Linked DNA regions of Sus scrofa: regions 1, 2 and 4 are each linked to region 3. Evidence: chromatin contacts called from public HiChIP or PLAC-seq and promoter capture Hi-C data. All regions are on one chromosome and are shown on one strand. Each heading gives the region's core, a stretch centred on a gene start, on an enhancer-like site or on the middle of the called end of the contact. The rest is flanking DNA. Distances are from core to core; before and after follow the strand shown.

The links. Promoter capture Hi-C pulls out the DNA fragments that hold promoters and counts their contacts. HiChIP or PLAC-seq counts read pairs in DNA pulled down with a chosen protein or histone mark.
Region 1: an H3K27ac HiChIP or PLAC-seq map of alveolar macrophages shows a contact between it and region 3. The contact joins the promoter of ACTR1A here to the promoter of GBF1 in region 3. A contact is called at or near these places in 2 of 5 promoter capture datasets (fetal liver and liver), 2 of 47 Hi-C or Micro-C datasets (blood and embryonic fibroblasts) and 1 of 2 datasets of contacts at active chromatin or transcription factors (alveolar macrophages).
Region 2: a contact with region 3 is called in a promoter capture Hi-C map of fetal liver, with 3 times the contacts expected there. The contact joins the promoter of NFKB2 here to the promoter of GBF1 in region 3. A contact is called at or near these places in 2 of 5 promoter capture datasets (fetal liver and liver), 9 of 47 Hi-C or Micro-C datasets (blood, fetal heart ventricle, liver and 4 more) and 2 of 2 datasets of contacts at active chromatin or transcription factors (alveolar macrophages and skeletal muscle).
Region 4: a promoter capture Hi-C map of liver shows a contact between it and region 3, with 5 times the contacts expected there. The contact joins the promoter of CUEDC2 here to the promoter of GBF1 in region 3. A contact is called at or near these places in 2 of 5 promoter capture datasets (fetal liver and liver), 4 of 47 Hi-C or Micro-C datasets (epiblast stem cells, liver, retroperitoneal adipose tissue and 1 more) and 2 of 2 datasets of contacts at active chromatin or transcription factors (alveolar macrophages and skeletal muscle).

Annotation. Positions count from the first base shown.
Region 1 is chr14:113,494,657-113,500,952 of Sscrofa11.1, reverse strand. ACTR1A (alpha-centractin) reads left to right here and starts at 2,159. Exons shown (of 11, transcript XM_001928877.5): 1 at 2,159-2,339. The coding sequence starts at 2,292. It overlaps SUFU (suppressor of fused homolog), which reads right to left and starts at 952. Exons shown (of 14, transcript XM_021072750.1): 1 at 51-952; 2 at 1-48. The coding sequence starts at 111.
Region 2 is chr14:113,403,546-113,409,740 of Sscrofa11.1, reverse strand. NFKB2 (nuclear factor NF-kappa-B p100 subunit) reads right to left here and starts at 3,329. Exons shown (of 23, transcript XM_021072746.1): 1 at 3,208-3,329; 2 at 1,852-1,949; 3 at 1,514-1,595; 4 at 1,366-1,406; 5 at 1,029-1,127; 6 at 793-944; 7 at 427-533; 8 at 170-328. The coding sequence starts at 1,872. LOC106506113 (a long non-coding RNA gene) reads left to right here and starts at 2,310. Exons shown (of 3, transcript XR_001301171.2): 1 at 2,310-2,832.
Region 3 is chr14:113,241,370-113,247,713 of Sscrofa11.1, reverse strand. GBF1 (Golgi-specific brefeldin A-resistance guanine nucleotide exchange factor 1) reads right to left here and starts at 2,228. Exons shown (of 42, transcript XM_003483549.4): 1 at 1,959-2,228. It overlaps PITX3 (pituitary homeobox 3), which reads left to right and starts at 6,321. Exons shown (of 6, transcript XM_021073065.1): 1 at 6,321-6,344.
Region 4 is chr14:113,438,577-113,445,027 of Sscrofa11.1, reverse strand. It overlaps CUEDC2 (CUE domain-containing protein 2), which reads left to right and starts at 1,385. Exons shown (of 9, transcript XM_003483550.4): 1 at 1,385-1,542.

The sequences.
Region 1 (6,296 bases), core at 910-3,409, 250 kb before region 3:
AGATGGCGTGCAGTCCCGGGGGGAAGAGAGAGGCGAAGGCCGGAGGGCAGTAGGGCCAGGGGCCGGGGGCGCAGCGGGGCCGGGGGCACCGCTAGGCCGCAACTCCGCCATCGGGGCGCGTAGGGCGCTGGGGGGACCGGGGAGGGCAGACGACGGGGAGAGCGCTGACGCGCCAGCAGGCGGACTCCCTGGGTGCGACTCCCGGAGGCGATGGGGGCTGCAGCGAGGTCTAAGCTCCGCGCCTGCGCAAGGCGCACCGTCCGCCCAGGCAAGCGACGGCCAGAGGGTGCCTCGGGGGCCGCGGGGCGCTCAGGGGGGCGGGGCGGCGGCGCGCCCTATTCCGACATCCATTGGCTAGTATCTTTGCCAGTCACAGGTGGGAAAGGCGTGACTTGACAATAGGTCCCGCCTCCCTCTCCCTGTTTAAGGGGTGTCCCGAAGCTCTTGGCCTCCCCTAGTGTTAGGAGGAACTCAGGTTTAAATAGAGATGCTGGCGCGTCTTTCTGAGGTGCTAGGGTCGCACCAAAGCGCTGGGAAGTGCGTGGGTAAAGGGCTTGTAATTGTTCTGCGGTCACTCTAAGAAGGATTGTTAAACAAATCTGGCAATGGATTGATTCATTCGTTCGTGTAGCATTAGTTTTAACAGTAAAAATCTGAATGTTTCCTACCGTCTTTGAATGTCCATTGACCAGATTGACACCAACACCGCCAAACTCGAGGGTCATATGTTGAAATATCTATTTTGAATTTCTGCTAGAAAGTAACAGGACTTAGATAAATTAGGATCGATTAAATATCCTGACTAAAGGGTCAGGACTATTAACTAAAGGGTCCTTGCAACTTGAAGGGCGGGAGGAAATACTCTAGACACTGGGCTCAATTAGAAAGCAGTGATGGAGTTCCCGTCGTGGCTCACTGGTTAACGAGCCCGACTAGTATCCATGAGGACTCGGGTTCGATCCCTGACCTTGGTCAGTGGGTTAAGGATCTGGTGTTGCCGTGAGCTGTGGCGTAGATCACAGACTGGGCTCGGATCCTGGGTTGCTGTGGCTGTGAAATAGGCTGGCAGCTACAGCTCCAATTCAACCCCCAGCCTGGGAACGTTCACATGCCGCGAGTGCGGCGCTGAAAAGACCAAAAAAAAAAAAAAGAAAGGAAGAAAAAAATAGAACCTCTTTTCGCTTCCATTTTCTCATTCATCAATGTGAATCCTTATGAAAATTAAAGATATGCTAGAGCAGTTCCTGAAGCTGGAAGATGAACGTCGTTTTAATGGCCAAAATATCATCTATACCAGTAGCGCCAAATGCCAGTCTTTAGATCAATGTTAGCATGTTGCATTACAACTATCCAGGAAAAAAATGCAAAAATCAACAAAAATGTTCTTTTACCGCAAAAGCAAATTTTATGTAATTTAAACTACTTTCCTCTATTCTCTGAATATGTTCCTCCCTGTGTATTTGTGTGTATTAGAAGTTACTTTTATTAGAGTGCTATAGTGATATATGTTTGTTTTTTTTTTTTTTTTTTTTTTTTTTTTTGGCTTTTTTTTTGTTGTTGTTGTTGCTATTTCTTGGGCCGCTCCCGCGGCATATGGAGGTTCCCAGGCTAGGGGTCCAATCAGAGCTGTAGCCACCGGCCTACGCCAGAGCCACAGCAACGCGGGATCCGAGCCGCGTCTGCGACCTACACCACAGCTCACGGCAACGCTGGATCGTTAACCCACTGAGCAAGGGCAGGGATCGAACCCGCAACCTCATGGTTCCTAGTCGGATTCGTTAACCACTGCGCCACGATGGGAACTCCATGATATATGTTTGTTAATGTCTTATAGACCCATATAAAAATATGGCAACCTTACGTTGTCCAGGGGAAGTGGTGGAGAGTGGCAGGACTGATCTGTAAAAGCCAAACATCCACAAGTTACTGATCAATCCAAACCGAACTACAGACAAATACTACATACTTCAGGAGGCACTGGGAATCCCTCCCAATGGACTACAGATTCTGGTAGGCAATGCAATCAGCGTCCCTTTCTATTTAATCTATAGAGACTACAAAGCCCAACACACCGTGCGCCGGAAACGCGATGCCGTGTCACTTACACTAGGCGGGGCTCCGAAGCAGCTAAATACAATGCAGAGCCTTCTGGGTATTGTAGTTCTTCGAAAGCGAGGTCGGGCCGCTCCCTGGCCGTCCGGTACTGGAGGCCAGACTGCGCATGCGTTTCAGTGGCGTTAGCGGCAGACCGGTCTGGCAGTTCCTTCCTCGGAAGGAGAGATTCCTCTGCCATGGAGTCCTACGATGTGATCGCCAACCAGCCTGTCGTGATCGACAACGTGAGTTGCATCCCCCTAGAGGGACTTATGCTCTCCTCCTCGAAGGGATCGCTTCCCGGGTTTCAGCCTGGGCCGCCGGTTCTTTGTCACTGGCCCGGCCTGTCAGGCGGGTTCAGCCGCCGCCGCCTCCTTCCTCCCCCGACCCGTAATCCACAGGCAGGGCGGGCCAGCCGGCCATCAAGCATGGGATGGAGAACCCTGGGATGGATAAAGGGAAGGGTTATAGTCCGAGCCGGGTCCTTGGGCCCCTGGCTAGAGGGGCCTTAACCTCTCTGTGAGAGCCCGGCGTCCGCCCCGTCCCAGCTTCCGATAACTCTATAGGCTGTTCTGGCTGTCCATCTTGGCCAATGACCCCGCCTCTGGGCCTTGCCGGATGAGGGCAGCCCTCTGCAGTGATTGGCTCGCTCTCCTGCCTTTCTTCCCGGCCGCCATAGTATTTCCCCCCTTTAAGGGGCGGGGCGGCGCTCGAGGGCCGTGGGGATTGGTTTCGGGGCCTCGGAGTGGTGGGGCCTGACCCGCTAGGGCCCGCCCGGGAGTGGAGAAGGGCTAAGCTTCCTTCGGTCCCCAGACGGGCCCGCGGCTTGGCGGTATGTTTGGGTGGGGCTCGAATGTGTGGTGCCAGAAATGGCCTTAGGATTTCAGTTATTTCTGTGATTTTAAATTACAACGTTAATAAATGTTGAGAAGAAAGGGGAGTGACAAAGCAAGTAGGGGGTTACCTTTCTCTTCGAAACGCCTAGTTGCTGTGGAAAAAAAAATAACTAAACGTATTTGCCAGGCGCTGTAGCGCTTACACAGGGGTTTCACATGCATTCAAATTGGATCCTCACCAATTTGAGGTGGATAGTTAAAGCAGGACGTTTGATCCTCGTTTTACGAATGAGAAAACTGAAGCGCGAAGAGGTGAAGTGAGCCCAAGGTCGCACAGTAGTGGTGCCCTAAATCCAGTGCTTTATCCGCTATTCTTCTTGCTAGTACCCATGCAGGTGCATCAATAGTGACAAATGGAAAGAATCTAAATACTGCTCTTATTTTTGGCGGAGAGAAGCAGTTGTATAAAACTGAATTTCTGTCTTTCCACGGAAAGGTTGGGTTGATACCTTTCTGTTCCTCTTCTAAGTCCCTCCATTGAGGCACAATTGCCAGTTTCCTTTGTCCTAAGCTGACTGTCACATTCACTCTGCTGATTCAGCCCTTGGGATCTTTGGCACGTTGCAAGGTCCTTTAACTTGCATCATCTTTTGTGTGTGTGTCTTTTTAGGGCCGACCTGCGGCAGATGGAGGTTCCTAGGCTAGTGGCTGAATAGGAGCTGTAGCTGCTGGCCTACACCACAGCCATGACAATGCTGGGATCAGAGCTGCATCTGCGACCTACACCACAGCTCACGCAAGCCGGATCCTTAACCCACTGAGCCAGGCCAGGGATCCAACCTGCATCCTCATGGATGCTATTCAGATTCGTTTTCCCTAGACAGGAACTCCTGAATCTTCTTTAGGCTTCAACTCTGATAGGTAGTTAGGGCTTACTAGTCCCAATTGAAATATGAAGAAAAATGAGGCTTGGGGAGGTTAAATAACAAACAGTATTCAAACCAGCTGGGTTATGAGTTGAGGTGCCAAGACTCAGATTAAGACTGGGTTCTAAATTCCTCATTTTTTCCAATGAAAGATGCTTTTTGGTTAGTTAGCTTTCCTTCTCTTTAGGAAGGAGGTTGAGCTCAGTGAGAGACCTCATTTTAGGGAGGATTTTTGTTTGTTTCCTTCACCAGACTATGAATTGATCGATTTGTTGGTATAATTGATTTATTGGTTTCCCAGAGAAATAAGTCTATTCCTAAAATCTTGAAAATTCGCTATTGCTTTGATGCATTACAAATACACTACAAAGGAAAAGAAGAACGGGAACTCCGCAGTTGGATTCTTAATCCACTGCACCACAGCTGGAACTCTGTCACAGATTTAGATTCGGGGCCTCAGGTGGTTCTTGCTGTTTGATATTTAGAGGGTTTAGTTTAGTTTAGTTTAGTTTCAAAGTGAAAGATGGAGGAGTTCCCGTTGTGGCACAGCGGAAACGAATCCCACTAGGAACCATAAGGTTGCAGGTTTGATCCCTGGCCTCGCTCAGTGGGTTAAGGATCTGGTGTTGCCGTTAGCTGTGGTGTAGGTCACAGACTCGGCTCAGATCCTGCGTTGCTGTGGCTGTGGCTCCAATTTGACCCCTAGCCTGGAAACCTCCATATGCCATGGGTGTGGCCCTAAAAAGCAAAAACCAAAAAAAAAAAAGTGAAAGATGGAGAGGAAGAATTATTTGAGCCAACTTTATATTATGAGGGTAATGTGCCTCTAGCAGATTTACCAGCTACATAGCTTACCATGCTGCCAGTTTTATTTCTGGGCTAAGGACAGTGTAATTAAAAGAGAACAAAGAGAGCAGGAAAAAGAGGAAACGATTCTATTATCAGTTCACAGCCCTTCCCAATCTTCAAACAGTTGTTGACCACTCCTTTCATCCAATTCTGGCACCAAACCAATACATCAGAATTTAATGAGGAAAATGGAGGTGTGCCTGTGTGTGTGTGCACTTTAGTGACAATGACAACGATAAAAGTTATGGGTATTTTAAACTAAACCTAAGTCATTCTTTCCAAAGGCATGTTATAGGTAGTGATACAAGAAAGAGGAGGGCAGGGAGTTCCTGTTGTGGTGCAGCAGAAACAAATCTGGAACCATGAGGTTGTGGGTTTGACCCCTGGCCTCACTCAGTGGGTTAAGAATCCGGTGTTGCCCTGAACTGTGGTGTAGGTCACAGGCGGGGCTCAGATCTGGCATTGCTGTGGCTGTGGTGTAGGCTGACAGCTACAGCTCTGATTAGACCCCTAGCCTGGGAACCTCCATATGCCACAAATGTGGCCCTAAAAAGACCTACAAAAACAAAGAAAAAAGAAAGAGGAGGGCAGCTCCAGGGCCACATTTTGAAGACTACAGCACTTTGATTAGAAATACTACGTTTATTCTGAAGCTCAAATCTTTGCCAAGATCTCAAAGGTTAAGTTCTCTCCTAAAATGGATCAATTAGCTAGAGGAATTGGCTGAGGAAATGAAGTGATATATATTTATTTAATGCCATCACTTGTGACCTTCAGGCTGTCAGTTGTACCACTGCAGCAAGAATCCCTCCTTAGCTAGACGGAAAGAGTGAAGAGGTGACTTATGGAGACATCTCACTGTTCAATTCTGTGTATTTTTGAGAGCCATGGGCATGCTTCGCACCAAGCTGGGGGTCTCAAACCCAATGTCTTGTGGAGGCCAAGCAGGTCCTTTAAAAAGGAGGAGGAAGAAGGTAGCCTTAATGTCAGTGGAAGGAATCTGGAAGGTGCTTTGAGTACGCCTGACCAAAGGGCCAGCTGCTGCTCATTTCCAGCCAGTTGTTGCCCTGAAGGAATGAATGCAGGCCCAGTGTTGCCAGATCTTCTGATTTTTCAAGAGAAATCAGAAGTATTCAATTTCGTTTGCAATCTCTAATTTTTAACTCTTAGAAGTTAATGTCAAAGTAGTTTGTGGTCTATAGAGATCAAAAGTAGATTATTGGAGTTCCCGTCGTGGTGCAGTGGTTGACGAATCCGACTAGGAACCATGAGGTTGCAGGTTCGGTCCCTGCCCTTGCTCAGTGGGTTAATGATCCGGCGTTGCCGTGAGCTGTGGTGTAGGTTGCAGATGCGGCTTGGATCCCGCGTTGCTGTGGCTCTGGCGTAGGCTGGAGGCTACAGCTCCGATTCGACTCCTAGCCTGGGAACCTCCATATGCCGTGGGAGCGGCCCAAGAAATAGCAAAAAGACAAAAAAAAAAAAAAAAAAGTAGATTAGTGGTTACCTAAGGCTGGGGAGCAGGGGTGGTAAGGATGGAGAGTGGCTGCTAATGGATACAAGTTTATTTGGATGATGATGAAAAAGTTCTAAA
Region 2 (6,195 bases), core at 2,080-4,579, 160 kb before region 3:
CTTTGTTTACACAAGACAGAAACCATATTCAAGAGAGGGGAAATGATTTGCTCAGGATCACTCAGTTTATTCATGGTGGGGCCAAGTTCAAACCCAGGCCTATCCTACTCCACAGCTTGAGGCTGCCCTCCATACTCCCTCTGGCACCCTGGGTAGTCAGGATACTCACTGCTGTCATGGATGGGTTGGGAGATAACCGGCTTCAGGGGCAGAGAGAAGGAGCCGTCACTGGCTCGAAGGAAGGCAGAAAAGCGCAGCCGCACAATGCTCAAATCCATCACCTTCTTCAGCTCCTTAGCCTCCTGCTCCAGCTCCCGACGCTCAGCCTCTGGGTATTGGGCACACATGTGACCCCTGGACTCCTCCTCCTCCTCTACTCTTCCCTTCCATGACCACCTCCCTTGACTCCCTCCATCTCCCCCATACCTGTAAGGCCCTGAGGCCTGGAGCGAAGCCGCTGCCTCTGAAGTTTTTGTATCATAATCTCCATCATGTTCTTCTTGGTCACATGCAGGACACCCAAGTTATTAAATCTGGGTGGGGGAGGGAGGGAGTCAGAGGCCTTGCAGGCAGTTCTTTGCTCTTGAGGCACCCTCCCCACTGCCAGGACTCAGCTCAGCCCTACTTCTCTAGGAAGCTTTTCTAGTTTTTACTTGGGGCTTTGGGTTCTGGGGCCAGCTGCAGTCTCTCCCCTTGGTCAGACACTAAGCTCACAGAGGTGGGCCAGGGCCTAGGACTGGGACAAGCAATGAGGGGGCATGCCATTGGGAGCCAAGGGTATGGGGCACCTACTGGGCAGTCATGTCCTTGGGCCCCACAGACACTGCGCAGACCCCCAGCTCCGAGCACTGCTTGCCCACCAGGCTGTGGGCATGAGCACGAGGCGGGTCACTGTGTGTTACCAGGTCCACCTCGATCTTCGCTGGTCCCTCATAGTTACAGATCTGTGAGGGGTGAGGGCTGTCAGTAATGTTTATGGACATTGTCCACGAGTCACCCCTGCCCCCCCCAGCACCATCCAGGCTCACCTTGACAGTGGGATAAGTCTTCCGGCCCTTCTCACTAGAGGCACCTGGCAGTCCTCCATGGGAAGGGCCTTCGCAGCCATATCGGAATCGGAAGCCTCGCTGAAGGTGCCAGGGCAGAGTGACATTGTGACCATGAGGCCCCCAAACCCCCCTCCCCTGCTACCAGCCAGCAGTGACCATAATAATTGCATGTATCTATCCTGAATTCACAACCATACTGCTGTGATCAGCAGCAACCAACCACCTCAACCCAAGTGGGTCTGTGGTCACCATGGCCACCCAACTATCCCACTTGCCCCCAAAGCTGAAACCATTCCATGCCATCTCTTTCACTCACCTGCTTAGGCTGTTCCACGATCACCAGGTAGGGGCCATCAGCTGGGGACAGAGGGACTTTGTTGAGCCAGGACTTCTGAGTCCATTCCCAAGGCAGAGGGCACATGTTCCTCCCTCCAAGACAAGGGGAGGTCGGGGGACTTACTAACCTGTCTCTGGGGCCGGCTCCTTGGGCTCCACAATGGACGGGTTGAATTTGAAATCATCATATTCGATGATGCCAGGCAGACTCTGCTGTGGAGACAGACTGGGGTAGCATCTGATTCTGAGCCACTCTCGGGGCCCTCCAGCTCTCAGCTCTCCAAGCCCTCCATAATCACTCCTCCTCCCCAGGCCCATAAAAGAAAACTCCTATTGGAAGCAGTTTGCAGACAGAGGTAACTGACAGGCAGGCTGAGATAATCTAAGGACATTACAGGTGCAGGCAGACAAGCAGACAGGCACAGGGGGCAACCGGCCGGCTTTGGGGCCAGGCAAAGTGACTCACTGGGTCGTAGCAACTGTCCATGTCTCTGGGCTAGGCCCAGCTCTGTCCGGTGGCTCCGGCCGGCCGGGTGCTGTTTCCCCGGAGTTTCAGGCGCCCGCCTTAGGTGGGGAGGAGTGGAGGGGTTGGGAGAGAAAGATCAGGACGGGAGTTGGGGGGAAAGGGGGGGCCTGGATTTAGGGGAGGGTCTGATCTCCAGCCACCCGTCCGGGTGTGGCGGGCAAGATCCGGTGGAGGGCAAGATCCGGAGCTGGGCTGGGCCGGGGAAGGGCAGGAAAGTTAGAACAGCTTAGGAAAGTCCCGAAAATACCAGGGGGAGGCGGGGCCGGAGGGGGCGGGCCTGGAAATGACGCACTGGCCACGCCCCCGAGACGGGAGGGGCTCAAGGTCTCAGTTGGCTTGCTAGCGCCCGCAGCGTCTCCGCGAAGTCGAGGGGCTACCAGATGCTGGGAAGGTCCCGCGGGGCTGGGCACCCCTTCCTCCTCCCTCCAGGGCAGGCGCCGGGGACGGGAGGGTCTTTCAAAGCTGGGGGAGGCTCCTAGTACGGGGTCAGGTCCGCCTCCTTCCCTCCCCCGTCCTGGAGCAACCTTGGGATTTTCTACCCCGAGTGAGGCCACGGCTGAATCACCCTGGGGGCTTTTGGGGGGACATTCCTGCAGTAGGAAGGCCTACTCCCCGAAGGCCTGTAGGTGGGGGCTCTTCCCAGTGAGGGGCCCCGGGGCTCTGCCCGGATAACTGGTCTCTGGGGCCCTGGGGCGGGGGAAGGAAAGGGTCTCCTTGGGATGGGCTCCCCTGTTACCCCTCCCGAAAACATCTCAACAGCCGTTAATTCCCACACTGCACCTACTCTGGCTGCCTACGCCCTACGCCCCAGTCCCAAAGCCGTGTGTAATACATGTATGCATCTGCATCATAGGTGTACAAGTGTGTTTCGGCCCATGTGCTTGCGTGTTGTGTGTTCATGGCTTGAACATGCGTATACAGGTGAGTGTCCTTAAACTTCTCAGTGCGGAAACATCTGAGCATGTATGTAAGAGCACAGGTGAACACATCTTCGAGTTTGTGCGTGAAGGGTATGGGTCCAGGCACCTGTGCACGGTGTGCGTGTTTTGCGGGTCCTTGTGTGAGCGAGTCTGCATGGATAGTGCTGTGCACACGCCGGCATATGTGAAGGTGTAACAAACGGCCCGCCTGTCTTTATACAAGGACATCAGTGTGTATGCGTGTATCTTGATCGTGTGCGTGCTCTCTGTGAGTGTGCAGACGCCTCTCTTCAGCCCTTGGGCTCGGTCAGCTAAGGGTCCTCCTCCCGCCCTTCCCCGTGTCCTGCCACCCAGGGGTCTGAACCCGGCCACTCACCGCTGCGGCGGCTCAGGTTCCGGATTCTCTCCCGGCCCGACCCACCCCGGACGGGTCGCGACACCTTTCCAGCTACCAGGACTCCAGCCGGGAAAGCCCCTTTTCCGCCCCAGGAGGGGGGAATTCCCGTGACGTTTCCGTGCGTCACTCCCCATGCCGTTTTTCATTGGCTGAAAGTTTAACTCCGGACTCGAGTAACCAATCGCAAGTGACTCAGGCGCGCCCCTTAGAGGGGAAATATTTGCTCAGCGCGCGAAGCGAGAGTGAGGATGGCCCTCAATCAGGTGTGAGTTTTGTCCTAGGGACCAGCCTGCTGCGGGATCCGCTGACCCAGCGCCATTCCCCAGCCGAGGACCGCGGCTCCGGTCTCCTCTCTTACCCTGGCCTGTCCCAGCCGGCTGGCAGCCCCTGCTGCTACTCAGCTTATGTTGCATCTAATGCTTGGCCACCTCAGAAGCCGGGGAATCCCAAGGGGAAGCTGGAGGGACCCAGCCCTCTGGTCCCTCGCTTCGAGCGGGGGCCCCGCTGCCGGGAAGAGTTAGGGGAAGAGGAAGGAAGTTGATTTGCAGTTGGTGCCAGAGCGCCATCTGGTGGCCGCTCTGGAGCCTCGAGGAGACTCCGTAATCTCAGTCTTCCCTGGAAGAGGCAATCTGGACCTAAAACTTGTTCTATAAAGTTTTTTGTTTTTTGTTTTTTTTTTTTTTGCGGGGTGGGGGGCAAACTTTCAGACCTGATCAGGAGCTCCGCGTTGGGTAAGAGAAACGAGGTGTTTATCTGGGAGACTCAGGCCTTGTTCATCATTCACAGAGATTTGGAATATCAGAATAGAAAAGCCATCCAAAATTAGTTCAAACTTCGCCAGAGTAGAAAATTATCTTTTGTACTGTTTGCAGTGTCTGCTACTCCCTCCTCGTCCATCTTACTGCTTCCTCCCTCCCCCTTGATAACCACAGGTCTGATCTCTATGTCTGTGAGTCTGTTTTTGTTTTGTAGATATTTGCCATATTTTAGATTCCACGTAATTGATGTCATATGGTATTTGTCTTTCTCTTTCTGACTTACTTCACTTAGTATAAGAATTTCTAGTTGCATCCATGTTGCTGCAAATGGTATTATTTCGTTCTCTTTTATGGCTGAGTAGTATTTCATTGTATATATGCACCACATCTTAATCCATCCATGTCGATGGACACTTTGGTTGTTTCCACGTCTTGGCTATTGTGAATAGTACTGCAATGAACCTAGGGGTGCATGTATCTTTTATTTTTTTATATGCATGTATCTTTTTGAATGAAAACTTTGTCTGGATATATGTCCAGGAGTGGGATTGCTGGATCATATGGGAGTTCTGTATTTAGTTTTCTGAGGAACCTCCATACTGTTTTCCATAGTGGTTGTAACAATTTATATTCCTACCAAAGGTGTAGGAGGGTTCCCTTTTCTCCACATCACCTCCAGCATTTACTATTTGTAGACTTATTAATGATGGCCATTCTGACCGGTGTGAGGTGGTACCTCATTGTAGTTTTGATTTACATTTCTCTAATAATTAGCAATGTTGAGCATCTTTTCACATGCCTATTGAAAGACATCCATATGGCTTCTTTGGAGAAATGTCTGTTTAGGTCTTCTGCCCATTTTTCGATTGAGTTTGTTTTGTTTTGTTTTTTGTTATTGAATTGTATGAGCTGTTTGTATATTTTGAAAATTAAGCCATTGTCAATCACATCATTTGCAAATATTTTCTCCCATTCTATGGGTTGTTTTTTCATTTTGTTTATGGTTTCCTTTGCTGTGCAAAAGTTTGTAAGTTTGGTAAGGTCCTATTTCTTTATTTCTGCTTTTATTTCTACTGCCTGGGGATACTGACCTAAGAAAACATTGGTATGGTTTATGTCAGAGAATGTTGTACCTGTGGTCTCTTCTAGGTGTTTTGTGGTGACATGTCTTATGTTTAAGTCTTTTGTTTTTTCTTTTCTAGGGCCACACCTATGGCATATGGAGGTTCCCAGGCTAGGGGTGAAATCGGAGCTGTAGCCGCTGGCCTATGCCACAGCCACAGCAATGCTGGATCTAAGCCACATCTTCGACCTACACCACAGCTCACAGAAATGCCAGATCCTTAACCCACTGAGCAAGGCCAGGGATTGAACCTGTGTCCTCATGGATGCTAGACAGATTCATTTCCTCTGAGCCACGATGGGAACTCCTTATATTTATGTCTTCTTTTTTTTTTTTTTTTGGTTGTACCTGTGGTATCTGAAAGTTCCTGGGCGAAGGATTGAATCCACACCACAGCAGTGACCTGAGACACAAGGGAATTTCTTTAAGCCATTTTGAGTTTATTTTTGTGCATGGTATGAGGGTGTGTTCTAGTTTCATTGATTTACATGCAGCTGTACAACTTTCCCAGCACCACTTGCTGAAGAGACTGTCTTTTCCCCATTGTAAAGTCTTGCCTCCTTTGTCGAAGATTCATTGACCATTGGTGTCTGGGTTTATTTCTGGGCTCTATATTCCATTCTCTTGATCCATATGTCTGTCTTTGTACCAGTTCCACACTGTGTTGATTACTGTAGCTTTATTGTATTGTCTGAAGTCTGAAGGTTATGCCTCCTGTTTTGTTCTTTTTCTTCAGGGTAACTTTGACAATTCTGGGCCTTTTATGGTTCCACATAAATTTTAGGATTTTTTCATTCTATTTTTGTGAAAAATGTCATGGGTAATTTGATGGGGGTAGCATTAACTCCGTAGATTGCCTTGGGTTGTATGGCCATTTAACAATATTAATTCTTCCAATCCAAGAGCATGGGATATCTTTCCATTTCTTTGAATCATCTTCAATATACCTTATTAAACGTTTTGTACTCTCAGCATGTTAAGTCTTTCAACTCCTTGGTGAAGTTTATTCCTAAGTATTTTTTAAAATTTAAATTTAAATTAAATTTAATTTTTTTGGCCATGCCTACAGCATGTGGAAGTTACTGG
Region 3 (6,344 bases), core at 979-3,478:
CAGTAGGTTAAAGGGATCCGGAGTTGCTGCAGTTTCAGTGTAGGTTACAACCGCAGCTCAGATCTGATCTCTGGCCCACATGCCATGAGCCAGCCAAAAAAGAAGAAAAGAGAAAAGAAAAAAGCAGCTCAAGTACAAGTCTTGAAGGAAGAACAAATTTTCTGATTTGGGATGGGGGCGGGGAAAGAACTATCCCTATCTAGAAAACAACTTTTTAGAAAAGGGAAACTCTTAGATGCCTGAGTTACTTTCAGCCCAGCTGAAAAGATGCTAAATTGACCACACTATCTACTCAAAGATTAGGTTACCTATTATGCAAATCATTATCAAACCAAAAGGGCTCAACAGGGTGTATCAACTCAGAAAGAAAGACAGACCCATCAAACCTGGATACTTTCTGAGATGACTATGTTATTTCACTAGCCACTTTCAATTACTTTTTTGTAAATTCTGCAACTTTGATCAGCAAGTTAAAATGCAAATAGTTTCTTGTACCATTTCCATCCAACTTATTCTAAATCAATAAATACAAACGATGCTATCCTCCTCTACCAACACACACACACACACAATTTCCGGAGAGCAGAGTTTAGTCACTCCAGAACCTAGACAGCTTTCCTTTCTGACACAATAAGGTTTTGACCTTCCTTGTTACTACCTCATCACGCAAAAAGTTCTGACTGCCAGGACTAGAACCAAGGCCATAAGTCAGGATCATATACTAAAACTAATCCTAGGTACAGGTAACACTTATTGAGTGTCTACTACATGCTGAAAAGGCATTTGGTTGATATTGCTTTATCCCTATTGCTCTAGCTAAGCCAGTGCACATATAAGCTACTGCTTTTAAGAAGTGCACAAACTGAGCAGAACAATCCCCAAAGAGACCTTTCTCTCAGTATCCTCCACAGGGCCCAGGAGTCCCCTGTGTGTGCAAATTTCTACATTGTGTTTTAAAAAACACTATCTACATCATTCCTCATTTCTAAAGGCATTCTTTACTCGTGAAGGACTTTTATAGCTTTATAATACAGCTGTTTATCAAAGGTCACTGCAGTGCCATAAACTACACTTTGGGGTTATGTCCCATCATTCATTCTGCTGCCCTAACCCTACCGCTTTTAAACTGACTGAACACCTCTCATGACTTTTTTATCCACTAAATAGGCCAATAGTACCAACTTCACAGGCACTCAAATTCAAGTCTTGAAGTTCCTCTCTGCTCTCATCCAGATATGTCATAATAGAGTGGCTTTCTTGAGACTGAACTTCATCTCCTTAGGCCAACTGAAGAGAAGACCTGGGGGTGGGGGTTGGAGGGAATGTCAACCAAAAACATACACTAGAAATGAACATCTGTAAAAGATTGTGTAAACGAAGAAACAAGCTCAGAAAACAAGGCCAGTGTTTACATACAAACCACATAAAAGGAAAGCCTTCTCTTAGCCCAGGTTCCAAAGAGGCTGGCCTCAATCCTGGTCTAGGTTGCATTAGTTCATCATCATTAACGATGCAGTTCAGCTGTATTAATGAGACACTCACACAGAGGTGGATGCTGTACAGAATCTGGAAAGACTCCCATATCTAAAGTCTAAAAAGCAACCCTGAAAAGAAGATACAGTACTCTCAAGGTTTCCTTTCAGGTTCTGGGGACTCGGCCCTTTAGGATGTAGAAAGCTCCGGAAGCGAGAAGCTGACGACTAGGTTAAATCTAGGAACACAGGAAGAAGGATTCCGGCATCCGAAGGAGATCGAAAGCCAGAGTCGAAGTCGTCCCTCCGGCGGCAGGGGCCTGACCTTTGCCCCCCTGCACCTCTCCCAGTTCCCTCCCATAACATTCTCTCCCTCTTCTCGATTCTGCCCCGGCTCATTCAATTTAAGGGCCCTCCTCCCCTATTCCCTCTCGCGATGTCAGAGCGGCCTTCACGACTCTGGAACTCTTAAGAGACTTCGCTGACCTGTCAGCGGATCCAAAATGGCGGGGCCTAGTCCCAGGACCGGCAGCCGCTGCTCATGTCCAGCCCAGGCCCCGAAGGCGTCTCCCAGCTGCTCTACCGGCTCTGGTGGCAGATGCGAGCAGGGAAGGTGCTCGTTTCCTGGGAGTTGACGCTGAAATCAAGAGCCGCACAGTTGGTCGGGAAGAGTCGACCGGAACGGGCGGTGGAGCCGGCTGCCTTCCCTGTCAGCTCACTGACGTGGTAACTAGCCTCAGTCTAGCCCGCTGCCTGGTAACTGCGCGAGCCTGCCGCGCACAGCCAATCATAGCTTTGCACTGTGAAAAGTGGCATTCCAGCTATCCAATTGAAGAAAGGAAATTGGCTTTTGGAGGCGGGTAGTGCCCGAAGAGGCTAGATTACAAGGGAAAGAAAAGGGTAGGCAGGGGACAACCAACGGATATGAGGACTCTCTGAGTGACAGTTATGAAAGCCAATAAAAAAGGAGAATTTGTGCTGGGCAGTTGGAGAGGCGGAGTTGGGTAGAGTTTGGTTGCAGTGCGTGGCTTGACAGTGGCTGCTGGGCATTATGGGGAAGAAAGCTATGATTTGCTGGAAAGGGGGCGGGGTCCGTTTTGAGAGCCTGAGTGGACGGCCTTACTCCCCCCCATCCCGATGCCCGCTGCCACTCCTTATTAAAGTCACCTGGGCCAATACCGTGACCCTTGAGGGATCATTTCCTTTCGAGGCATCGCTGGGCTCCCTCCAGGATGGAGGAGCAATCTATTCCAAACTCCCTTCCCCCACCGTCCCGTCCGCTTGCCCTGTTTGGCTTCTCATAGATGAGTCCGTCCCATCTCAACTTTGTTTCTATGACTTGCGCCGATGGAGACAATGGGAGGTGACAGAAACCTTGGGTATCTAATTCAGGTCCTTTCATTTTGCAGAGCAGGAAACTGATTCCCAGAATGGAAAGAGAGCCCCCACGTTTTTTTATAGCTAGTTAATTACAGAGCAGAGAGACAAACCCAGGTGTCCTCACTCCACTCCAGCTCTCTTTTTCACTGCCCTTCGATATTTCTTATGCTTTAGTCTATCAGACTGTGACTCCCAGCTCTGACCCTCATCCTAAGCCTCAGACACCCTTTACCTACCTGGAAAAAAAGCTAACCACACGGGTTAGTCCTCATCACCAGGGACAGGAAACTGAAACCTTTACTGTTTGCCTTAGAAATGCTAAGAGGCCTGAGGGCAAGATGCTAGCCCACAGTATTCACTCTCCTGCCCCCAGCTGCTTCTCCCCTGGCAAGAGAAGATACAGGGTACCAAGTTATTTAGAATTACCTAGAAGTAAGAGTGTGTAGAAAGAGGACAGAAAGATGACTTTCTCCTTGCAGATTGAATGGTGGAATTCCTAGCCTGTCTGCTGGAATAAAGCCCAGGTGTTCCTGCAGATCTGAAGAGACTGCTGGGACACAGTAAAAGAAGATACCAACTCTCCCCTCATTTTCTCCCATTTATGGATGACCCAAGTCCAGGGAAACTCCATTCCTAACCCCATAGGAATGTGGTCTCAAAACCAGACAGCCAAAGACCAACCTTGGGCTAGAACCCTCTAATATGAAGAAACCACCAGAACTGACATCAGAAGAATTCCTTAACAGCTTCCTGCACCTGGATTTTGGGCTCCTGATCTCTGGGTCCAGGTGAAGACCTTGCCTCTTTCACCCAAAAAGTCAGGAGTAGCGGGTACAACCACCATAGCATCTCTTTCCACACTACCTCTGAGCCATTTTCCACCTTCATTTGAAAACTGATACTTGGTCTCTTGGGCATATCTCAGAGAAGTCCTGGATAATAAACTGGAAAATTCTCTAAGTGGCCCAAAACTCCCTTCTACCCCATCTCCACTCCTACATACCTCTAGAAATTAATCGATCTGAAAGCACGAATGCAATTGTGTATTAGAGATAAGGAAAAAGATGACAACGCCCCAGCCCCTTCTAACCTACATTATCTTACCAGTCAAAACGTCTCCATCTTAGATTTTAGTATTAAATTTCTACATTATGCTTAAGAATAGAAAGATCAGGGAAACATGGTTCTTGCCCTCCTAAATCTGAGTATCATAAGGGACAACACATAAGCTGATCTCTTCAATATTATGGGTGGGGTAATAGAGGGTATGCACAAGAGGGTTGTGGGAGCAAAAGGCTAGACATATAGCTAATTCCTGGGAATTCAGGAAAGGCTTCCCAAGAGAATGAGGCCTTAGTGGAACTTCAGGGGATGACTAGGAGTTGGAAAAATGAAGCTTGGTTAGAAATATGTTACTGGAGTTCCCGTCATGGCTCAGCAGTAACGAACCCAACTGGTACCCATGAGGACACAGGTTCGATCCCTGGCCTCATTCAGTGGGTTATGGATCTGGTGTTGCCATGAGCTTCAGTGTAGATCGAAGACGCGGCTTAGATTCCAAGTTACTGTGGAGTAGGCCGGCAGGTGCAGCTCCGATTAGACCCCTAGCCTGGGAACTTCCATGTGCTGTGGGTGCAACCCTAAAAAGATAAAATGGAAAAGAAAGGAAGGAAGGAAGGAGAGAGAGAGAAAGAGAAAAAAGGAAAGAAAGAAAGAGAAAGAAAGAAAGAAAGAAGGAAGGAAGGAAAGAAAGAAAGGAGTTCCCATCGTGGCTCAGTGGTTAACTAATCCGACTAGGAACCATGAGGTTGCGGGTTCGATCCCTGCCCTTGCTCAGTGGGTTAAGGATCCAGCGTTGCTGTGAGCTGTGGTGTAGTTTGCAATCGCGGCTCGGATCCCGCGTTGCTATGGCTCTGGCGTAGGCCAGCGGCTACAGCTCCGATTCAACCCCCAGCCTAGGAACCTCCATATGCCACGAGAGCGACCCAAGAAAAGGCAAAAAGACAAAAAAAAAAAAAAAAAAAAAAAAAAGCAAGCAAGAAAGAAAGATATCTTACTGTAAGAGGTGTGCAAGAAACCACTAGGAAATTGGAGATTAAGACAGGATCAGGCCCTAAAAGTCTTCTATGCCAGGCAAGGGAACTCGGCCTTTATCCTGAAGGCAAACAGGAACCATTGAAAGGTTTTGAGCAGAGGCATGATTGGTCAGATTCACCAGGCATACAGTATGAGATAGGGCTTAAGACCATCAGGGGCAACCTAGCAACCCAGCCTGACTCTCTATGTTCCTTGGGACATCTGTCCTATCCCTTGCGACTCCCTAACCAGCAAGCACCAAGGACACACCTTGGCCACAGAACCTAACCTGGTATCACCAAGAAGGTAGCCCTGTTAAGGCTAGGAGAATTTAATCTGGGTGAGACAAGCATGCAGACTGACAGGGAAAATTACCCAGCCCTCTGAGGGTTACCCAGCCCAAGCCCTGAGATCCAGTTAGAACCTCCTTTAACTTGAGGAAGTGGCTGGGAGTGATAGTAAAGTTACTTGTCCAAAGTCGCTAGATGATGGCACAGTTGATAGCAGGGTTAGAATGCCGTTTTGGTTTGTCTCATTCCAATTTCTGCTTTCTTCATGAAGCCACCTTCCTTAGAGGAGAGGGGAAAAAAGGGCGAGGTGGGGGGTAGGGGAGAGGAGATAGCGGAGAAGAGGAAGAGAGAAAGAAGCAAGGAAAAATAGGAGCAGAAAGAGAAATTAGTCTTTCAAAGTGGCAGAGGAGGAAGGAGAGAGACAAACAGCAGGAGCAAAGCGGTGGCGGAGGAAAAAAAAGGAAAGAAAGGCGAGATGTGGGAGAATTGGAGCAGAGACAAAAGGGCAGGGAGACAGACAGCGACAAGTGGAGAAAATTGCCGAAACTTGAGCGGCAACGAATTCTGAGCGCAGAAACCCGTTGGCCTCTCCCAATCCGTGCGCACTTCCACCTGACCCTATCCCCCAGCACCGTTCCACTTCGCTCGGGGTGGTGGTCTGGCCCCCACATCACGGGCCCCGGCTCGGTGGAGACACCCGGTCCACTCTACGCTCCGGCTTGGTTGTGCCAAAGCGTTCTCGCTGGAGCATGGTTTCAGCCACGTGGGGAGGGGCGGGGCCCAGTTGCGGAGAAGCGCCTCCGATTGGATAGGGGGCGGAGTTCTTGGCTGTGCGCCTGCCGGAGCCCGCCCCCGAAGGCGGGGCCAGAAAATTCACAGCTGGAAAGGGTGGAGCCCGGGCAGCGCAGCTGGAAGGGGGCGGGGCCCGACACGCGAGGCTCGCCGCGGCGGGCTGGGGGCGCCCTGGGCTGCCATAAAGTGAATGGGCGCCGGCGGGGGGTGGCAGTGCACGGCGAGGCTCACTCTCTCCCAGCGAGTCCGGGAGCGCCGGAGCGGAGCGGCGGCCTGGGCGCAGGGGGGCGGCCCCCACCCCGGCCGGGTGCCCGGCCTCTGGCCCCTGCTTGCC
Region 4 (6,451 bases), core at 136-2,635, 200 kb before region 3:
CAGGACTAGGGACAACTCTATTGAGGAAACCTGAAAATTCCCGTAATGGGGATGGTAGGGAGAGAAGAGTCATCAGTGTTGTGCAATGAAGGGGAAGCGGGGGATGGGAGCTGGGGGAGGGGAAGAATGGCCACATCTATAGAGGGCTGGCAGCTACCCATCACCCCCTTCCCAGGGGCCTGCTTGGCTAGAGTTCAAAGTGGTTGTCACCCGACCCTTCATTAACCCCCGCAGTGCCAGGCTGGCAGCAGCAGCGCTTTTATGGGAGACATGAGGCCAAAGGTGCTCCCTCCTTCCTTCCTGCCTCCCCTTTCCTGCCTCTCTCCCCAGCAACCAACATCTTGCTGACTTTGAGGCCAGAGGATCCTGCGGGGAGGTGGGAGATTGCAGTGAGGAGCAGGACTGGAAGAGGAGCAGTGATCTCTTTTTTCTCCATGCTTTGGCACCACCTCTGTCCTTAGGGAAGAGAGAATGGGACTTTTTACCTTGGACTGTGAGCTCCTGAGGGTAAGAACAGTCTCTGGGTCGCCAGTACCCCACAAGGGGACTAGCCCTGAAAAAGAACTCATCCCTGCTGATTGGTGATGCACTAGTTTATCCTTGAAGGGAACTCACCCTCATGACCACTGAAGGGTTCCTGAGAGAGAAGGCTGTGGGCTTCCCCATAGGGTAGCACAGTGAAGCTGTGGCAGCAGGAGCAGAAAGAGGAAGCTGAGGCCTTACCGGGTACTGGCGTTCAGCTGTCCTGTGCTATATGAGAAGCCCAGCCAACAGAGGCATGAAGGCACTGGGGGTGGGCATGGCCTGCAGGCTACCCTGGATCTGGGCTCAGGTGGATCCTCACTCAGAGCACCTCCTCACCCCTTTCCAAAACAGGCTCCTAGCCCTGAAGACACCCTAACCTTGGGGAGACATCGCTGTTAAGGGAATGCAAAGGAGACAGATATGGTGGGGAAGTCAGGACCTAGGAGTCGATGGGTGACAGGGCTTGAACCTGGACTGGACACGAAAGGGGAGAGACCCTGGGATTTGGGGAAGAACACCAGGTCTAGGTGCAGGGCCACCAGAACCAACCGGGAAGCCACGAGTCTTTCCATGGGTGGAAGGACGGGAGAGACAAAGAGAAGGGTGGTGGTGGGGTAGCTATAGGACTTGAGGGCGGAGACTTGGGGGCGAGGAAATACTGCAGATGGGAAGACACTGGGTGGGGTCAAAATGTTCTCCATCTCCCGCCGCTGACAAGGAAGTAGGCGCGGATTCAATCAGTCGCTGAGACTCCACCCACTGGCGGGACCTCCACGCTTAGCTCCTCCCTACCCTCAACAAAAATGGTCGCCGCAGGAGCCCGTCCAAATTCGTGAGACAAATGAAAGGGAGTGCAGAAGCTCCGCCCAGTTGTGGGCAATGCCCTTCTTAAAAATGGCTACCACAGCGCTAGTGTAAAAACACCGCTCTGGGCCCCGCCTTTGATCTCGTTGGTGGGGCTGGGGGATGAGAGCTGCATCGTGCGGGACAAGTCGCCGGCGGCGCCCGACGGAGCAGGTGATTTCCCCTCCAGGCCCCAACCCAGGGCTAGGAGAGTCTCGGAGAGCATTGACCCAGGGTACCTGTCCGGTGTGTCTCCCCACGGTACCCCCGGGGACCGCCGGACCCCCATCTCTGATTCTCGCTGTGGCCTGTATCAAGGCACATCCCAGCTTGCTCGGGCCTCCCTCCTCATATGTCCCCAGGGCCTCAACCGCATCCCATTGCCCTCGGGTCCGCTATTCTGGACCCTTACGGGTACACTGCTCTCTTGTTTAGGGAGCTCTTGCTTCAGGGGTCGGCCATCATCCCACTTCCTGTACTGCAGCCTGACTTTGAATACCGGAATCCCTTGTATACCCCTTGGTGTCCTTGGCACCTCTAAGACCTAACTTGAGAGTCAGGAGATGTCGTCTGGAACCTGTGTTATGAGACTAGGACCCCAGGAGCTGGGTTTCACAGGGGCTGGGAAAAGCAGTGAAGACCTCGTTTCTAGACCCTCTGAATGCCCCAGGACTTCTTCCACGCTGCTTCCAGGACTCCTCCTACCAAACCGCCTTGTGCTCTCCCTCCACCTTGGGCACCTCCCCACCCCAAGGGAACAGTATGGTACTCCTTCCCCTAGTCTAACTTCATTTTGCCCAAGGGTTCTATTTGGAGCATCTGGAGAGTCCAGGCCTGTGCCTGGTCCTGGGGATGTTCTCAGGCAATGAGGATAGGGCAGTAGGGTTGACTGCAGGGAGGAAGTGAGTCCTGCCGAGTGAGAGGCAAAGGGAAAGACATTCTGAGTGGGGAGAAAGAACAGATTCTTGAGGTAGGCAAGAGGGCCAGACAAGCAGGAGAGAAAGATCAGAATATAGGCTGAGGAGAGACCGTTTGCATTGAGAGGTGGTGTAGTATAGTGGTTAACAAGGAGGGTTCTGCCTTGGTATAACTCTGCCATTAACTTACTTTGTGACCCTCAGTGCCTCTGTTTCTTTTTGTGTAAATGGGATAATATGATATATTACTATCTAAATTTTAGGGTAATTGTGAGGATTAGGTGTTAATACATGTAAAGTGCATAGAACAATCCCTGGCAGATTGTAAAGAGTTGATAAATACTAAATATTACTACCATCATCAGAGGTGTTTAAACAGGACTCATGACAGGATGACAGACACATTTCACATGTGCCACTAACCAGAGAATCGTGATTTGGAGGCCCCGGGGTTCTGTGGTCCATATTTAGAATTTGAAAAATCTCATTGGGGAGCTCCCCTCATGGTGCAGTGGAAATGAATCCTACTAGGAACCATGAAGTTGCGGGTTCGATCCCTGGCCTTGCTCAGTGGGTTAAGGATCCGGTGTTGCCGTGAACTGTGGTGTAGCTCGCAGACGTGGCTCAGATCTGGTGTTGCTGTGGCTCTGGCATAGGCTGGCGGCTACAGCTCTGATTCGACCCCTAGCCTGGGAGCCTCCATATGCCTCAGGTGCGGCCCTAAGAAGACAAAAGACAAAAAAAAAAAAAAAAAAAAAACCTTACTGAAATCATTTTCAGAGTTCCCTGGTGACTCAGGGGGTTAAGGTTCCAGCATTATCACTGCTGTGGCTCTGGTTAACAGCTGTGGCATAGGTTCATTCCCTGGCCTGGTAATTTCCGTATGCCAAAAAAAAAAAAAAAAATCAGGTTCTTACCCTGGAGAATCCTGGCTGCTTAGGCTGTAGCTTCCCCTACTCGGGGACTATGGGGGAGAAATATTAGAAGAAGCCTCTGGGTAGGAAAGGAATGCTGAGGAGGCCTAGGGGGATGGAGAAAAAGGAAAAATGGCAAGCTTGGAAGACTGGGTAAAGTTTGGGGAGCCCAAGAACAGGAGGAAAGGGGATATTATTTCCTTAGAAAACAAGCTAGAGCAAAAGCTCAGGGCAGGAAGACCTTTTATTGGGGCACAGTGAGGTGTTTCCCAATAAAAATGCACTGGCCCTCAGACCTTGGTTAGAAACCTAGGGGTATTGGACACAGCCTTGAGAGCTGCTCTCCTAGAAACTGGGATTTCATGCAGCATCACTGGGCCTTTGTCTCAACAGAGGACAGCAGGCAAATGATAGCAACCGGGATTTGGTATAACCCAGGGTAGACGTAGGTCTCCATAGAGGGCTGAGCTCTTAAGGGAGCTGCAAGGTGGGATCCGGTATGCCTGATCTGGGCAGTTCTGCTCCTCCCCAGGGCCCACGCTAGGCTCTGGAGTGAGAAGCCAGCCTACCGCTGCTAAGATAGGGCTTCTCTGTCGTGTTGTCCAAGGTGGCCCTCTGCTATCACAGCAACTCTGTTACCATTCAGGGGACCAAGGAACTGTGATTATAGATGGCAGGCAGCCCTGTCTCAAACCACTTGAAAGTCTTTTTTTTTCTTTCTTTTTTTTTTTTTTTTTGTCTTTTTAGGGCCACACCCATGCCATGTGGAGGTTCCCAGGTTAGGGGTTGCATTGGAGCTATAGCCGCTGGCCTACACCACAGCCACAGCAATGCCAGATCCTTAACCCACTGAGCGAGGCCAGGGATCGAACCTGCGTCCTCATGGATACTAGTCAGATTCATTAACTGCTGAGCCGCGATGGGAACTCCATCAACCCATTTGAAAGTCTTGATATCCCCCTATGCCTGGAGTAGAATATACACTCAAGTAGGTATCCTGGATTTATCTCTTGACCACTGCAGTCAAGCCAAGTGACCTTGGACAAGTCATTAAACCCACTGAGCTTCTTGCAGACATGGCTTGGATCTGGCGTTGTTGCTGCTGTGGTGTAGGCCAGCAGCTGCAGCTCCGATTCAACCCCTAGCCTGGGAACCTCCATATGCTGTAGGTACAGCCCTAAAAAGACGAAAAAAAAAAAAAAAAAAAAAAAAAAACCCCACTGAGCTTCAATGTCTTCATTTGTAAAGTGGAAAGTAACAGTTTTTTGAGTGTCTACTTCACAGGAGACAATGAGAGTACATTGATGAATAAACCAAGTGTATGGTCCCTGCTCTCATGACACAAGTGGAAGAAACATTAAATATTGCCCCAATAATTTTAAAATTATAGCTGTAGGAGTTCCCATTGTGGTGCAGTGGTTAACGAATCCGACTAGGAACCATGAGGTTGCGGGTTCGATCCTTGGCCTTGCTCAGTGGATTAAGGATCTGGGGTTGCCGTGAGCTGTGGTGTAGGTTGCAGACATGGCTTGGATCCCGCGTTGCTGTGGCTCTGGTGTAGGCTGGAAACTACAGCTCCGATTAGACCCCTAGCCTGCGAATCTCCATATGCTGTGGGAGCAGCCCAAGAAATGGCAAAAAGACAAAAATAAATAAATAAATAAATAAATAAATAATAAAATTATAGCTGCAAAAGGTGCTGCTCGGTAAGGTAACATGCCTCTTCAATGAGGGTATAAGATGGAGGCGACCAAATCAGTTCCAGAGGGTCAAGGGCAGCATACCTCGAAGGAAACTGTAGATTGAAACCTGAAAGGTGAGAAAAGTCAGCAGGCAAGGGGTGGAGCTGGAAGATTGCCCAGACAGAGCAAACAGTTCATGCTAAGACCCTTGCCGTGAAAAAGCTGGAGCCACGGGCAAGCTGAAAGCAAGCCAGGGCAGAGGGGCCTGATCCTGGGAGGGCATGGTGCATGGTGAGGCTGGAAAGATGTAGGCAGATATAAGGCCCTGAATTGAGGATCAAAAAGAATTTGGGGAGTTCCAGTGGTGGTGCAGTGGTTAACAATCCGACTAGGAACCATGAGGTTGCGGGTCAATCCCTGTCCTTGCTCAGTGGGTTAAGGATGCGGCGTTGCCGTGAGCTGTGGTGTAGGTCGCAGACACGGCTCGGATCCCACGTTGCTGTGGCTGTGGTGTAGGCTGGAAGCTACAGCTCCAATTGGACCCCTAGGCTGGGAACCTCCATATGCCGTGGAAGTGGCCCTAGAAAAAGCAAAAAGACGAAAAAAAAAAAAAAAAGAAAAAGAATTTGGACTTAGCTGAAGGGAGGCAGGAAGTCACTGATAGGTTTTAAGCAGGAAAAACATGATTTTTTTGTAAAGATTGTACAGTCATGACCTTTGTGAAGAATAGCTTGTTGGGGGCAAGATGGTAGTGTGGAGAAGGGTTAGGAGACTCTTGCAGTTACAGAATGAGATGGGGCAGCGTGGGAAGAGAGATGGAGGGAAATTGTTGTATTAAGAGATAATGGTCAGGGCTTGGTGACTGATTGGATGTGGGAAGGCAAGGGGTCAAGGCTGATTTCCAGACTAGCGGCAGAAACAGCTGGTGCATGGACAATCATACACTGAGGACAGCCCTGGAGAAGTATAAGATTTGGGAGAATGTCACCTGGGGACATGTTAAATCATCCCCAGAGAGGTGCCAGAGAAGTAGATGTACAAGTGTGTAGCTCAGAGGAGGAGACTATACTAGTGAATTGGACATTTGGGAGTTGGGGTCATGGAGTTAGTCCATGAAGACATGGGCCCAGATGAGATCTTGCAGAGAGAGAGGGTGCACACTGAGGAGAGGGGAGGAGCAGCTTTGAGTCTGAGCCTTGCTGCCACATTTAGGGAGAAGCAGGTGAGATGGGGATAGAAAAGGGAGCCTGAGAAGAAATGGCCAGAGAAATAGAAGAGAGATGGGAGGGTGTGATGCTTCCTAGAGCAACGCTGATGCTGTCTGAAAGGGCAAATGTTAGGTGAAACTAAAAGAAATTGCCTTTTTCTTTTTTTTTTTTTTTTTTTTTTAAGGCTGCACCCATAGCATATGGAAGTTCCCAGGCCAGGGATTGAATCTGAGCCACAGCCATGACCTAAGCTGCAGCTACAGCCATGCCAGATCCTTTAACCCACTGCCCTGGGCTGGGGATCCAACTGTGCCTCTGCACTGAGTGGAGCTGCCTCAGCTGGATTCTTTTTTTTTTTTTCC